3 separate regions of the Sus scrofa genome follow, and all the other regions are linked to region 1. The links are chromatin contacts, called in public Hi-C and promoter capture Hi-C maps. All regions are on one chromosome and are shown on one strand. The core of a region is the stretch at or near the end of the contact, and the rest is flanking DNA. Distances in the headings are between cores, read along the strand shown.

The links. Promoter capture Hi-C pulls out the DNA fragments that hold promoters and counts their contacts. A called contact is a pair of places that touch in the nucleus more often than the background predicts.
Region 2: a promoter capture Hi-C map of liver shows a contact between it and region 1, with 10 times the contacts expected there. The contact joins the promoter of PAQR3 here to the enhancer-like site in region 1. A contact is called at or near these places in 1 of 5 promoter capture datasets (liver), 21 of 47 Hi-C or Micro-C datasets (adipocytes, alveolar macrophages, brain and 10 more) and 1 of 2 datasets of contacts at active chromatin or transcription factors (skeletal muscle).
Region 3: a contact with region 1 is called in a Hi-C map of liver, with 14 times the contacts expected there. The contact joins two enhancer-like sites. A contact is called at or near these places in 1 of 5 promoter capture datasets (liver) and 5 of 47 Hi-C or Micro-C datasets (embryonic fibroblasts, liver and skeletal muscle).

Annotation. Positions count from the first base shown.
Region 1 is chr8:138,132,326-138,137,263 of Sscrofa11.1, reverse strand. It overlaps LOC102167132 (a long non-coding RNA gene), which reads left to right. Exons shown (of 9, transcript XR_002346480.1): 8 at 4,303-4,382. Among named protein-coding and RNA genes, the nearest start is that of GK2, 130 kb to the left of the region's middle. Within about 2 kb of position 2,208, at least 2 of the 83 cell types and tissues checked have an H3K27ac peak or open chromatin away from gene starts, as enhancers often do. A contact at or near this core is called in liver, where this site is marked.
Region 2 is chr8:138,643,795-138,648,732 of Sscrofa11.1, reverse strand. It overlaps PAQR3 (progestin and adipoQ receptor family member 3), which reads right to left and starts at 2,106. Exons shown (of 7, transcript XM_013998797.2): 1 at 1,717-2,106. The coding sequence starts at 1,901. LOC102167132 (a long non-coding RNA gene) reads left to right here and starts at 2,214. Exons shown (of 9, transcript XR_002346480.1): 1 at 2,214-2,506.
Region 3 is chr8:138,461,648-138,466,585 of Sscrofa11.1, reverse strand. The region is part of intron 5 of LOC102167132 (a long non-coding RNA gene); the gene reads left to right. Among named protein-coding and RNA genes, the nearest start is that of NAA11, 140 kb to the right of the region's middle. Within about 2 kb of position 1,980, at least 1 of the 83 cell types and tissues checked has an H3K27ac peak or open chromatin away from gene starts, as enhancers often do. A contact at or near this core is called in liver, where this site is marked.

The sequences.
Region 1 (4,938 bases), core at 959-3,458:
GTCGTACTTTCCCTGTTAGCGAGGCTGCCCCAGCACACGGCCCTGGAACATTCGAACACCCTGTCAGCTCATAAGGTAAAATGTACTTTTGTGAAGAAAGGCATTGAAGTTGATTCTCGTGTCGTTTGACTATAAAATGCTGGCCTGGACGCTGAGGTACAGCGGATCCTCCTTCCCAGCTGTGTGCTTCTCATTTGCCTCTGGACTCCTGGCCTTTCGCTCAACCTTTGTGTCCGGCGTCGTTGCACAGCCACGCGTTTACTCAACCCGCTCAGCCCCAGGGTCCACCTACCGTCAGAGGTGTGTCCTCGCCCCTTGCCCGAGCTTGGCCTCTGCGTGTCCTCTCCCCCCCCCCGCGTTGTTCCCCCGCCCCGCGTTGTCCTCTGCGTGTCCTTCCCCCACCCCGCGCTGGCCTCTGCGTGTCCTCTCCCCCCCCCCGCGTTGTTCCCCCCGCCCCGCGTTGTCCTCTGCGTGTCCTTCCCCCGCCCCCCGCGCTGGCCTCTGCGTGTCCTCTCGCCGCTCTGCGTGAGTGGCTGCGCGAGCATCGCTGGAGGTCAGCGCTGGTCGGCGGGTTTCCAGCGGGAAAGCCGGAGATGCTTCTCCCCATCCCTTGTCCAACCCCCCCGCCCCCCGCTTTGGAGAATCCAGTTTATTTCCATGGCACGACCTGCAACGCGCTGCTTGTCTGTGCCGGTGCGAGCACACGCCGACACAGGAACGTTTTCACACATCTTTATGGTGTTAGGAGTCCAACATCTGAGTTCACCCTGGACCCGAAGAACCAAAACCGGCAAAAGTCTCCGCAGTGGACTCCACGGAGTCCCCTCAGCTACGGGAAGGCGCCGCCTGGGCCGTGTGCTTCCCTCTCAGGTCTGCGCCAATCGGTCCCGACATGACCGAGCCCGGCCGCAGCCCCAGAACCTTCCTCAACATGATGCTATAGAGTCTAGACGGCCGTCGCCAGCCGCTCAAACTTGGTACCTGACGTGAAATTATTTACCATTCCCTTAGAGTCAGAAGGTCTCGTTCTTCTCCGATATTTCCACTAAGTATAATTTATAATACTTCCCTAAGCTATAGAAAGATTTTTTAAAGATGACTGCAGGAGTTCCCATTGGGGTGCAGTGGAAATGAGTCCAACTAGGAACTGTGAGGATGTGGGTTTGATCCCTGGCCTCGTCCAGTGGGTTAAGGATCCAGCGTTGCCATGAGCTGCAGAGTAGATCGAAGACACAGCTTGGATCCCGAGTTGCTGTGGCTGTGGTGTGGGCTGGCGGCTGTAGCTCTGATTTGACCCCTAGCCTGGGAACCTCCACATGCTGCTAGTGCGGCCCTAAAAAGCAAAAGCAAAAAAAAAAAAAGACCACAAAGGGAAACTTTTAAAGTTGTTCTGATAGTTTAAATATTTACAGTCTAAAGTCTAGCTGCTTTTCTGGCTGATACAATTGTACAATACTCTTCAAGATATTTTGACATTTATATCTTTCCTAAAGACTTTGTACTCATGGACCGATAATTATCTGTGACTAAAGATCTATATTCGATGTTAATATTCCCTGGCTAATCAGTGGAAATGTATGTATTTTTTGTTAGTGGAACACAACCCTGTCTTAACGTTCTGTGTCTTGGTGATCACAAGGGGGGACCTTTGTCTTACCACGTATTGAAATTTTAATCATTAAAACATTCTCTGTAGGAAGAACCATCTAAAAAAAGTCTAAATGTTACCCATTTTTTCACCATCCTCCTCTTTTCCATCCCAAGATCAAAGTTTTCGAAACAACACCCTTGGTTTTTTATGGTTTAGAAAAGGAAATGGCAGGGAACGAGGTGCATTATTTCTAGAGCTCGAATAGTTTCGAGGTGGGAAGGGATCACTTACCTGTCAAACAGTTAAAACCGTCTTTTAGTTGTGATATGGTACTACCTGTATCTGATATGAGTAAAGTCACTTAACATCTACATGTATAGTGAAGACAGTTTATTATCTCAAGAAATTACTACCCAGCCATGTGAAAATGTATTTGCAAAATTCCCCAGTGAGACTGTATAAATGCAAAGTAAGAGGTTTACACCAAGAGCTGCTCAAGAAAATGGAAAAGTTCTTTAGGAGCAAGGTCCTGAGTCCTGAGTCCTGAGTGAGAATCAGATGGGGGAGGAGGAGTGCGAGTGGCAGGAGAGTGAGCGGGCTGGCCTGAGCGGAGGCGCAGAGGAGGAACCGAGCGTGCCGTACTTAGGACAAAGGTCAGGATACAGCACCTGCAGCGCGGACAGTCATGGAGTGAGTGATGGATTGCCAAACAGAGTTTGAGCTTTGTTTAGAATTATGTATTGAGATCAGCCCTGTCACAGTCTATAAAGCCAGTAGGTTTTTATTCATGTTTTACAAGCAGAGGTACACGAATCTAGCTGTGAATCCTTGCTATCCAAGGGTGAGTTTCTCATCTAATGTCACAGGAGCTGGGAAACAAGCACGGGACTTAAGAGTTTCAACTGGATTTCCATTCTGGGGCTACCACTTACAGCTGATGATTTTTCTGTGCTGCTTAGCCCCTCTGAACCTTGGTTTCTCCATGAGGATAATCTGACACAGTTTCTGAGGCTGGGGAGGGAGATAGTCGTAACTCATCGTGTCTTTCCCTTCCAGTCCAGTTTTGTGATCAGTTAGGTGAGCAGCACAGGATTGGGAGAGAAGGAGAGCCAAATGGTGGCTTCACTGGCAGCCACTCACTCTAGATTCCCAAACAAGGTTCAGATCTGTGGCACAAGAGGGCTTCCTAGTCCTGAAGTGAAGGAGTGATAGTGTCCAGAAGTTTCATCTAGAGAGAGCTGACTGCTTTCCTGAATATGTGAGACAGACATCCTCTGGAAATGACTAGAAATATTTAGGTGACGGGATGAGGCATTTCCTAGGGTTGTCTTCAGCAAGAATGATTGGGGTTGAGGGCACAAGGCAGCATATTACTGTCAAAATGGCCCCATTTTAAACTCGGGGGGGGGGCAGTGGAAATGTACAACACCCAAAGAAGCCAGTGAGATTATCACAGAGGCAGATAGAGAGCCTGGTGGGAGCACAAAGGAGAGAGAAACAGTCAACTCTACCTGGAAAGAAGAGTGAGCAGGAAAGGTTTCAGAGCCCTGGTGGTTTAAGTAGGAAGGAAAACCAGGCTGTATCCTTTCCATCACTTTTAAGAGCATCCAAATGAATTCTTGGATCTGGCTGCTGAGAAAATATATGAGTCATAACCTAGGATCAGCTGGATATAAGCGGTTTCCACCAGCAGTCCATGAAAACCAATGTTTTTAAGCATCTATTGGGCCACTGCAACAATCAGCAAGATGTTTAAACAGTTGATTCCATTGTCAGCCCAGCCAGTTTTTAACTGTATCACAAAAACTAGCCTGGGGATGCAGCCCGCGATTATTCCAGCCCTGCCAGAAATTCCCTTTCTGTTACAAATTTCTGCCCCAGTGGGGTTTTCATAGTTTTGGCATTTTTGTTATGGATCAGTGAATCAGCTAGCCTACAGGCCAAGGAGAGAGAGAGAAAAAATAAACCTCCCAAATGAAAATCAACCCACTTAGGATGTCTTCATCTATTTTTCAGTGGGAGAAAAATACAGCTGGGTTCAGCGATTTCTACCAAAAAGCAAGCATCCCTAGTTGGATTGGTTTGGGGTTCTTTTTGTTGTCGTGTTGTTTCTGTTTTTGGGGTTCTGTACTCTCAACTTTTGGGGGGCATAATAAAGACCAGCCTCAGCAGCATCACTTAGAAGATTTAGTTATTTTGCAAAGCTTGGGTAGTGACACTTCTGCAAAATGCACAAGCGCATGAGCAAACATAGAGATGTGTGAATTCAGGAAAGCAGCCAAATGCACATCAGAGCTGAGGAATGTCAGAGTGAAATGAAGGCAACTTGTAAACACCTATCATTATTTTTAGGTAGAGAATGTTCTAACATATTGCCAGTGGGTGCTGCCTGTGCATTCATTTCCCTAAGCTTTAAAATCAACTGGTATTAAAGGTGATTTGAAAACAATGAGAAATGACAGCTTTATTAATCTAGATGGTGTAAGAGTGTGTGCATGTGTGTGTGCGTGCGTGTGTGTGTGTGTGTGTGTGTAGTGTGTGCAGTGTTGACTGGCTGCATGTATACACTGCATGTGTCATACAGGTCTTAGACAGACGAGGGAGCCCTCTACTGATTAGAAACGGAATCAAAGGTAAACCGTAGAGTTGCTTTTAGTGTCTTGCTTGTCTGTCTTCCAAAAAGCCAGACATTTTTCTCATTTCTTTGACAGATCACAAGAGGAGACTCTCTTGGAAGGAACTATAGCTGTCAGTCATCGTATGCGTGCAAGTACATACAAATCTACTTAAGGTAAAAGACCTTCAGGTTACTTAAAAGTGTATCTGTGTCTACTCTTCAACCTTTAGCATAAAGGTGCTTGTACTGTAACGCTATTAAACCACAAATGTCCGCATGACTCTGATGAAAATGTGTGACAGAGAGAAGATCACAAAAGCGTTTGTCTGTGATAGTACTTTGCTTTACCAGACGTTCTTTTTCCCTGGTGGGTATATTATTTATTTTACACATTTTTCCCAAATAGGAAAGAGGACAATTTCCAGGATGGCAACTGTGGCTAATTCTTATGAGCATATTTAAGTGGACTGTATTTTAATCATATTGCGCCGGTCGGCCTAGTTATACACTGAGATCTGTATGTAGTCAAGTATGGTATATAGTTCTTTTTGTGTTTAGAGATCTGATTTTTAACTTTATAGTTTTGCAGACTCCAGTTGACCCCTTCCATCATTTAAATCAATGGAAGAAAATGAAATATAACCAGAAATACTGTTATTTTCAACATGGCTGCCCAACAACGTTATGGGTTATTATGGGATGGTCTTCCTTACCCCCCAGATACTGATTT
Region 2 (4,938 bases), core at 857-3,356, 510 kb before region 1:
AGATCTGATCTACTCTCATTCAGTGAGAGGTGAGACCTGTACTCTGCTCGGCGTCAAAATCACCAACCAACTTCACCTTCAAATGCAACCATAATAAGTCATCATTTATTGAGTACTTATTATGTGCCAGGCTCTGTGTAACATTTGACATACCTAATCCCATTTGGTCCTTAGTACTTTCTGAAGCAGATACTGTAATTACCCCTTTATTTACCAGTGGGAAAATAAAGCTGGGAGAGGTAAACTTTGTCCACGGTCTCATAGCTGTTAAGTGGCAGAGCTGCATGCCCAAGTCTTTTTTACTCAACAGCTGAAGATCTAAAGCACTGTATTTCACTCTTTGATCCCTGAGGTTTGGACCCTGGTATCAGAATGCAGAGGACCACCACCAGGTGGGTATAAAACCCCTGAAGGCAATTCACTGCCTGCTCTATCTCTGTGGAACTCCACGCCCACAGCGGAGCCCAGCTCTGCCTTCCTGTGTTAGTAACTCACACAAAGGAGGCAATGGGGAGTAAAGCAGTCCCTAGGATTCAAACTGTGAAGCCCCTGGGCCATCCACTGAAGACTCGTAGGGATGGACAGTGATGGCACCTAGTGACTGTGAGTCCCAAAAGCACTTTCAAAGCAGGCAGGGCGAAAGAACCAGGGCAAGACCATGCTGAAAAGACCAAGAAGCAGACATGTGGTTACTGCTCGAGCAATTCAACAGTCCACATTCCAGCAGTGGGTTTTGTCACTCCAGGGACCTAGAGCTAACCAACATCTGTATCTTAATTCTCTTCAAGTGGGGTCCTGTAATTAATTTCTGTGAGTTCTAACAGAAAGCTAGCCTAAGAACTAGAACACTAGATTTTTCGGTTTTGTTTTTTTAAACCCAGGCTTTGAAGGGACTCAGTTTTAAGTTTAGATGAAAAAATTCCTTTCTTAAAGTCGCTTCTTACACTCTAATGGAGGGTGGTGGCTGTTACAGGCTCTCTTTGCCTTTCCCACACAGCGTTTTTCACAGCGGTTATTATGTAATAGTGTAATTAGCACCCAGGCTAGACCTCGACAGCTCCATAAGAACAAGAGTTATGCCTGCTGTTCTTTCCAGGACCTAGTAGGGTGCCTGGTACCTAGCAGGGGCTCAGAGTATCTGCTAAATGAATGAATGAATGTGTGTGTGTGTGTGTGTGTGTGTATATATATATATATATATATATATATCTCCTTGATTTTATATATATATGTTGTGTAATACATATATAATGCAATGTGAACTTACTCCTATTATACAGGCATTTATCTGGCCCCAAACGTCCGAATTTCCACAGGGCTGCCTTAAAAATAAACAAAGCTTAGGTATACACAGGGGCAAGTATGGCTCAGCCATCGTCAGTGGGGTCGATTCCAACATGTATCCCGATAAGCACTGAATGGAATAAAGGATGTAAAATCTCTCCATAAACAGCCAAGTGCCACGGGAGAGTTAGTGATTACGACCACTGTTACTGTCAGTCTTCGTCCCACGGATCAAGCACCCCAGCGGGGAGAAGGAAGGATACCAAGACAGGAGAGGTGGCAGAAGGGATGAAAAGGATGGGGCAGCTAGGAAATGACGGGCACAGAGAAAAGGGGGGAAAACAGCAGGCGGACCAGACAAAAAGGATGTGCAAGAGGAGGGGCCGCCGGCGCGCCCCCCAGGCGCGCCCAGCGGAGGCGGCCAGACCTTACCTTTTGATACACAGCCTGGAGGGCAGGTAGGCCCGGTAGCCGTCGGTGATGTACGGGTTGTCCTTGAGGGACACGGGGATCTGCTCGTAGGTGTAGAGGCGGATGCCGCGGGGAACCAGGACGGGCCAGTACTGGTAGCTGCCCAACTCGATGTAATGCGCGCTCTTCAGCAGCTTCTGATGCATCCTTCCCGGCCGCCGCCGCCGCTCCCCAGCCGGGAAGCTCGCCCAGGCCCCGCCTCCCCGGGGAGGGGGCTTCGCCGCCGCAGCCCCCGCCCCGGAGCTGGCGGACGCCGCGCGAGGTCCTACGGCCCCGCAGCTGCCCGGGCCCGGTACCGCGCACAGAGCGGCCACCGGCGTCAGCGCCCCCGCGGCCCCGCGACGTCGCCGCCCTCTCTGACGTCAGCACGCTGCCTGGGCCCCGCCCCTCGGCCCTGCCTGGGCCGGCGCCACCGGGGGCGGGGCCTGGGCGGGGCGGGGCCTGGGCTGGGGCGGGCGCGCAGGTGCCGTGGGGGCCGCGGGGCTGGGCCCGGGCCTCCGCCGCTGCTGGAGTTCGAAGGCGAGGCGGCCCAGTCCTCCTCGTGGGTGAGAAGAGCGCAGAACTGTACGGCGAATACAAGCGGTTTTTTTCCTTATCCTGTTTTTAATTAGAAGCAATATGCGTTACATTTTGAAAAACCAAGGGGAAAAGAGTAACTGGGAGAAGAATAAGAACTAGACCTAGCTCCACACCGGTTCTTTGAGCTTGGAATGTCACACATTTCTTAACCTGCGACGTTATCTCGGCCAAGGTCAGTCCTTTGAAGTAGGTGGAAATAGAGGAAACCTGATGCACAGAGAACATGTACCAAAATCGGGAATAAGCTGAGCCGTAGAGAATCCCCAACGCTTTCGAAGTATTCAAAGCCCCAAAGCTCTTCAGAGTATTTTCTCTGACCACAGTAGACTTAAACTAGAGATAAACAAGAAAACTGAAACTCCCCAGATGTCTGGAATTGAAACAAAGCACTTCCAAGTATTTTAGTGGGTTGATGGAGAGAGCGCAAGGAAATGGAACTCAATGCCAAAGATAGAAGATATAAAAACTTGGGGGCGTGCAGCTAATACGGTGCTTAAAGGAAATGTTATAGCTTTTTTTATAGCTACGAATGATGATGCCAATTCTTCTTCTTCTTCTTTTTTTTTTTTTTTTTGCTTTTTAGGGCCGCACCCTCGCCTTTTGGAGGTTCCCAGGATAAGGATCCAATTGGAGCTACAGCTGCCGGCCTGCACCACAGCCACAGCAACATCAGATCTGAGCCGTGTCTGTGACCTACACCACAGCTCAGGGCAACGCCAGAACCTCCACCCACTGACAGAGGCCCTGGATGGAACACACAACCTCTTGGTTCCCAGTTGCGTTCGTTTTTTTTGCTCCGCGACAAGGGGAACTTCGCCAAAGCTTTTTCCTAATGGCAAAAGGGCAGAACGTTAGTTTTGCATCCATGTATGTAGACCCCTTAGTGCATTGTTTGGCAACAGTGCATGATAACAATCATCGACGCTGTTATTTATTTACTGTTGTTGTGTTGGTAATACTAGTTGATGTCTGAGAGGCAGTATAGGTTGTGATTAACTTCTGAGCGTTGAAGCCTTACTACCTGGGTTTGAATTCAGCCACTTATGAGCTGTGTGTCTTGTACAAGTACTAAAGCTCTCTGTGTCTCGGTTTTCTCACTGGTGGAACAGGACTAATAAGGAGTAGTTTGTGTTAATCAGTAAATCCATGTAACACTGTTAGAAAACCGAAAACCGCCAGGCATATTGTTAGCTCGGACAAATGTTCTCTTTTATTAGAGTTCAAGGTAAGATATGTTGATAGTTAAAACGAGACCAGTGGAGCTCTATCCTAAAGAGACTTAAATGTCGTGTCATGGCCTTGAGACTTTTCTTTAAGCCGAGGCGCTCTAATTTGAGGGCTTACTGTGTGGCCAGGACATTCGCTCTGCTGAAGGTCAGTGTGTATAGGCATTCTCCTCACTGTGGAGGAAGATCGTGCCCGAGAATGCCTGCCACTCCCACCGAGTCCTTCTGGGAGGCTTCTTTTTTTTTTTTTTTTTTTTTTGCTATTTCTTTGGGCCGCTCCCGCGGCATATGGAGGTTCCCAGGCTAGGGGTCAAATTGGAGCTGTAGCCACCAGCCTACACCAGAGCCACAGCAACCTGGGATCCGAGCCGCGTCTGCGACCTACACCACAGCTCACGGCAACGCCGGATCGTTAACCCACTGAGCAAGGCCAGGGACCAAACCCGCAACCTCATGGTTCCTAGTCGGATTCGTTAACCACTGCGCCACCACGGGAACTCCTGGGAGGCTTCTTATACATGTTTTCTTGTTGGTACCATATGGCACTGGTACCCTTGAGGCGGGTAAGTGGCTCGTGGGATGTCCTGACACAAATGTCCATGCAAGAACAGTGGTAATTAGCTCGACCAGTTGGTTTCTTTCTTGGGAATTTGGAGAGGAACGGAGGGAGCCTGGTATTTGAAACAGAAAGAGGGCCAGAGGTCCTCAGGGACAGAGAACGAGGACTGGCGGCTGCGCCCTGGGAGGCGGGACCCTAGAGCAGCATCCACAAGTGGCGGCTGCTTGGCTTATCAGCAGTGTGCCCTTGAAACCTGTTGCAAGATGACTTCTGGGCTGAATTCAATAATTTATAACCCATGTCTGCTCTCGCTCATTCATTTATGTGGCTTAATTTTTAAATTAAGCACTCTTAAGTCTAAGCACATAAATCTCCCCAATTGTGAAATGAATGGACAAATATGAAAAGATAGATATAGCAACAATCCAAGTCTGAATCCTGGGGAGAAAACGAGGTCTGTGAGTTAAAAATTGGAAAGAGCTCCTGGGTTAGACCGTAATGGAAAAGAATAGAATTTTTTTTTAAAAGAATGAATATATATATGTATATATACGTATACATATGTGTGTGTATGCGTGTGCAACTGAGTCACTTTGCTGTGCAGCAGGAATTGGCGCACTGTGTACCGACTATACTGTAATAACAGCATGTTTTTAAATGGAAAGAACTCCTCTGCTTAGGTCTGTAAGTCAATGGAAGCAGGAGCATTACCGCTTTAGGGCGCTTCTTACAGATGCTACGCAGAGGGGAGAGGGCCCAGCTCCCCACAGAAAGTCATGGGATTTGGGCACTTTGAGGGCTCTTGGGTGTTTAGTCTTA
Region 3 (4,938 bases), core at 731-3,230, 330 kb before region 1:
ATGCCCATGAGGATGCGGGTTCGATCCCTGGCCCTCGCTCAGCGGATTAAGGATCCAGTGCTGTTGTGAGCTGTGGCATAGGTCGCAGATGCAGCTCAGCTCTGGCGTGGCTGTGGCGAAGGCTGCAGCTGCGGCTCTGATTCCCTAGCCCGGGAACTTCCACATGCTGCAGGCGTGGCCTTAAAAACATTTAAACAAAATGTTGCTGTCGGTCCTGCTTCCATGAGGCTCTCTCTCTCTCGGGACTTCCACCTTGGTCTCTCTGAACCAGAGAGAAGACCAGGCACGCTGAAGACATCAAGCGGGGAGGCCACGTGGAGGTCGCCTGGGGTTGGAAAGAGATAACCGAGGAACCCCATTCCTCCAGCCTCAAGCTCCTGGCGTCTTCTCAGCCCAAGTGGCAGGCACGTGAGGGAACAAGTCCTCAGGTGATTCTACACCCGGCCTTTCCATCAGTCAGCTGACACTGAGTGGAGCGAGACAAGCTTTCCAGGTCTAACTCTGCTCAGCTGGTAGATGTGGGAGCAGAGTAAATGTTGTGGTCTTAAGCTGCTGGGAGATGATTCGTGCTGTGGTCACAGGTAATAGGAGCCAAACCATTTCAGAATAACACGGAGAATGGGGTCTTAGCTGCCAGAGTAGTAGAGGTGAATGACTAGTTTTTTCCTAATTTAGAGCACGTCGACACAAATGAATGTTAACATTACACAAAACATCATTTTCGTTTTCATCTTAAAAGGTGTTCAAGATCTTTTGTATCACGATAGTATCATTATTAGTGGCACTAGTTTATATTGTTCTACAAACGTGAAGGTATAACCCAGCAAGGGCACTATAGGATATTGAAAACTAAAATCACAAATGCATGGGATCACAGAGAAATAAGTATAATATAAGTCATATTAATACAGCTCTCAGTTCTTGATTTAATTCAGGTCTTTTTGCGTGATTACTCTGCCTTGGGTATTGCACTGGGTGCTGGAGGTCCAAAGGGAAATAAGACAATACAGTCCCTGCTGTCGTGGACGTGAGCAGGCAGGTGTAGGTGAGGAGCAGATAGCAAACAAAAGTACACATGAGTGAGTTCATAATTATAATATCGTGTGCTATGAAAAGAAAAGAAATCAAGCAGAGAGAACATTCAGAAAGGGCCTCTTTGAGGAGACGCATTTAAGCTGAGACATGAAGAACGAAGGGGAGCTGGCTTCAGAGTGTAGGGCAGAGACTAGTGTTCAAAGGCCCTGAGGTGCGCAAGGAATTTGCACTTTGCCTCCGTGTCAGGGACGGACTGCAGGAGGGAGTCTTTTTGTAATTGGTGGAATGTTTGGACATGGGGACCTGGAAAAATATCAGGACCACGTGAGGCAATTTATTTATCTTTTTAAGAAAACAAGGCATAGTGCTTCTGCCTTATGTTATCAGGCTCTCCTTTTCCCCCGTCTTCCTTCTCAGTAGTTTACAGCTGGGATCTATGAGACGTCTAGTTGAAGGTATTTCTTTAAAAAATAGTCCTGAATATTAGAGAGGAAAAAAAAACAAAACACTGTTGCTTTGGGTAGATGCAAGAAAAATACTGACTAAGTGAGACTGTTCTGTAAAGTGATATTTAAATAGTACGGCGTTGACGGAAACCCAAGCTGTGAAACGTTCTTTGAGTTGATTCATTCATTCAGTCAATAAATACCTATTGTGTTCCTGTTACGTGGTTGGACTTAGCGCTGGACTAGATTCTGTGCTCTTGATATTTACAATCTAGAATCTAGACTGTAGGTAAGATAGGAGCAAGTAGACCAGCAGTAATTTTATAGTCATCGTAAAGCCCATGAAAGGGGCAGCAGAGGTACCGAAGCATCTAATATGAATTTGGGATAGAAACAAGGATTTTTTTAATGTAAACATAGCACCATTATTGGATAAAGTAACATAGATCTTAGGCTTTGAGTGACAATGTTACTGTCCATTCATAGAGTATTTACTTTGTGGCTTATCCATGATCAATGTTTAACCTTAGATTGCCTCTCTCCTGGTTCTGGGATGTGTTTTAGGAACAGTTCGCAAATGATAGTTAAAAGGACAAAGACAAATCTACTATAAAATGCTATTCGCCGAAAAGAATTACCAAAAGTCATGTAAGTAACATTTGGTTGATGTGCTTGGAGAGTCTATGTGAGGCTAGCACAGAATCTAGTAAGCATGGATTCATTATTTGTCCCCATATTTATTTCTATTTTTTTTTTCCTTTCTGAGCATAGAAAGTTGGTCAGGTTTGGAAACTGAGGATGCCGAAAAGAACGTGAACCCTGTAAAAGTCATAAAGCAAAAATAAAACAGGCAGAAAAGGAAGTTTTGCCTTGAGTTTAAATTCCTTCATTCTGAGTCACAATCTATGTCTTCATCATTTGAACATTGGGAAAGTAGTATTTTTAATGATTTCATGACTGCTCTATAGAGTATAAAATGAAAGAAATGAGTGGGAAAATTCTGTCTCTTAGTAATACAGATTTCTCTTAGAAGATCCATTGTCTGACATTGGAGCAATTTCCCTGAATCACTCCTGAAACTCTACTTTTTAAAAAAATCAATAAGACCTCTCGTTGTGTTGCAGAATTACACAATCTATTTTAGGGAAAAAAGTAATTTTATCTTAGAATACATTTGGCAGTTTTAATTCTGTTCTTTAAACATTTTCCTACAAGAGGCCGAGCAGCTGCTTATTTTGTGATGTTTTTCAGGTGTCTGGTTGTCCACACAGATGAGCTCTATTTTAAACACATGACCAAAATCAACAGTACCCAAAGCTTATTTCAATAATCTTTCCTTGGGAGTTCCCTGGTGGCCTAGTGGTTAAGAATCCAGTGTTGTCACTGCCATGGCTGAGGTCACTGCTGTGGCGCAGGTTTGATTCCTGGCCTGGGAATTTCTGCATGCTGTGGGCACAACAAAAAAATAAAATTAAATTAAAAAAAATTCCCTTGACAGCTACACAAGGGATTCTCCTCTGGTGGGGGACAAAGTTTGTTAGAATTACCTGTGGCAGGAGTTCCCGTTGTGGTGCAGTGGTTAACGAATCTGACTAGGAACCACGAGGTTGTGGGTTTGATCCCTGGCCTTGCTCAGTGGGTTAAGGGTCTGGCATTGCCATGAGCTGTGAAAAAGGCAAAAGACAAAAAAAAAAAAAAAAAAAAAAAAAAAAGAATTGCCTGTGGCAGCTTGTTCCAGCTATGCACGTCCTTTGGCCTCGCCTCGATTTGGAAGTACTTACACACATTAGTGCCAAAGGACCCTGCCTCTTGTAGCCTCCTCAAAGATCTTCTCTTTAACGTCAGGATGAGGGATTTGAAGTGCCTTCATGCGGCTGCTTCTCAGGTCTTCCTAACTGATGGTAGGGCATGAGTTCTGAATCAAACTGCCTACCTGGGATCCCAGCTCAGGTTCTCATCTGTTAGTGTTCTAATCTTAGTGAAGCGTTGAAGGGATACTATGATGCACCACACGGCTCTTCCTTTTTTTTCGGTCTTTTTTTAGGTCCTTACCTGCAGCATATAGAAGTTCCCAGGCTATGGGTTGAATCACAGCTGTAGCTGCTGGCTACACCACAGCCACGGCAATACCATATCTGAGCCGTGTCAGTGACCTCCACCACAGCTCAGGGCAACACCGGATCCTTAACCTGCTGACTGAGGCCAGGGATCAAACCTGCATCCTCATGGATACAGTTCCTGCTGAGCCACGACGGGAAATCCCAGATCGTCCTTTAGATGAGGGACTGCTTCCGCCAGAAGGGCTGCTGGCAGACAGCCTTCAGAAATGCAAAGGCTCAGGGAGGTGCACGTGCTAGAGTAGGTATCTCACTAAGACTGGGAACCCAGCAGAAGACTGGGAGAGACTGATGATGTACCAGCGTCTCTTTGACATTCAGTGGTGGCTGCCCTCTGCAGCGTAAGGCTGAAGGTAGGCGATGCCTTTGTGACCTGGACCCACTGATAGCAACGGAGATAAGTGTGCAGAGTGAGAGAGGCCAGGTAGTAGTTGCATAATGGTCAGAACTTGAATGGACGGAACACTGTGGTGAATGGTCGGGTTAAAGAGGCCTAAAGGCTGCCCACCTACCTAACCCACAAGCTGGGACAAGTCCTTCTTTGAAGGGGGTCGAAGGACTATCTCCATGTTTGCCACAATGCCCACAAAGGTAGGAAAAAATGGGCAGATAACAGGAGTATTACTTAATTTACATAATCAAAAGATATGAGGACCGCATGAGCAAAGGGCTGAGGGCAGTTACCCCGATACAAAGGTACAACTCCATGCCCAGTTTCTAGACGGGGGTCCATTTAAAGACGCAGAATGCGTTGCCTGAAGGCGATCCCCGGAGTGAGACATGTCCTTCTAGTCCTTGAAAGAGACGGTGACAGTTTACCTGAGTAACTATGCACTGGGCGCATGGGCGTGCCCATTCCTCTTCCACACTCACTCTTGCCTGCAGCGTTTGAGTTCACATCAATACCTGGAAACCCGAAGTGTCCTTGTAAGCTGACTGTTGGACTGAGGGCAACTTCTGTGAGCCAGAAACTAGGTGGGCAGGGGAATGACATGATAGGATTTATATTTTTAAAGAAAACTCTCTGTGGTATTGACACCAGACCCTGGTATAACCCTGGAGCTAAGGCAAGGAGGCATTGCGGTAATCCAGCTGAGAGGTAACTGTGGCTCGAATCATGGTGGCAGCCATGGGAGTGCAGAGATGTGGTCAGATTCTATGTGTGGAGGTAAGAACCACTGGAATTTGCAGACAGACTGAGTGTGGGGTAGAGAGCAAAGAATAAACATGACTTGCAAGTTCCCTCTTTGGCCTTCATGAGTAACGGTTTGCTCTGTCCTGATTTAGAAAGTTCCAGTACGATTTGACTAAGCATCTTCGGTACTTCGGGGAAGTGGTTA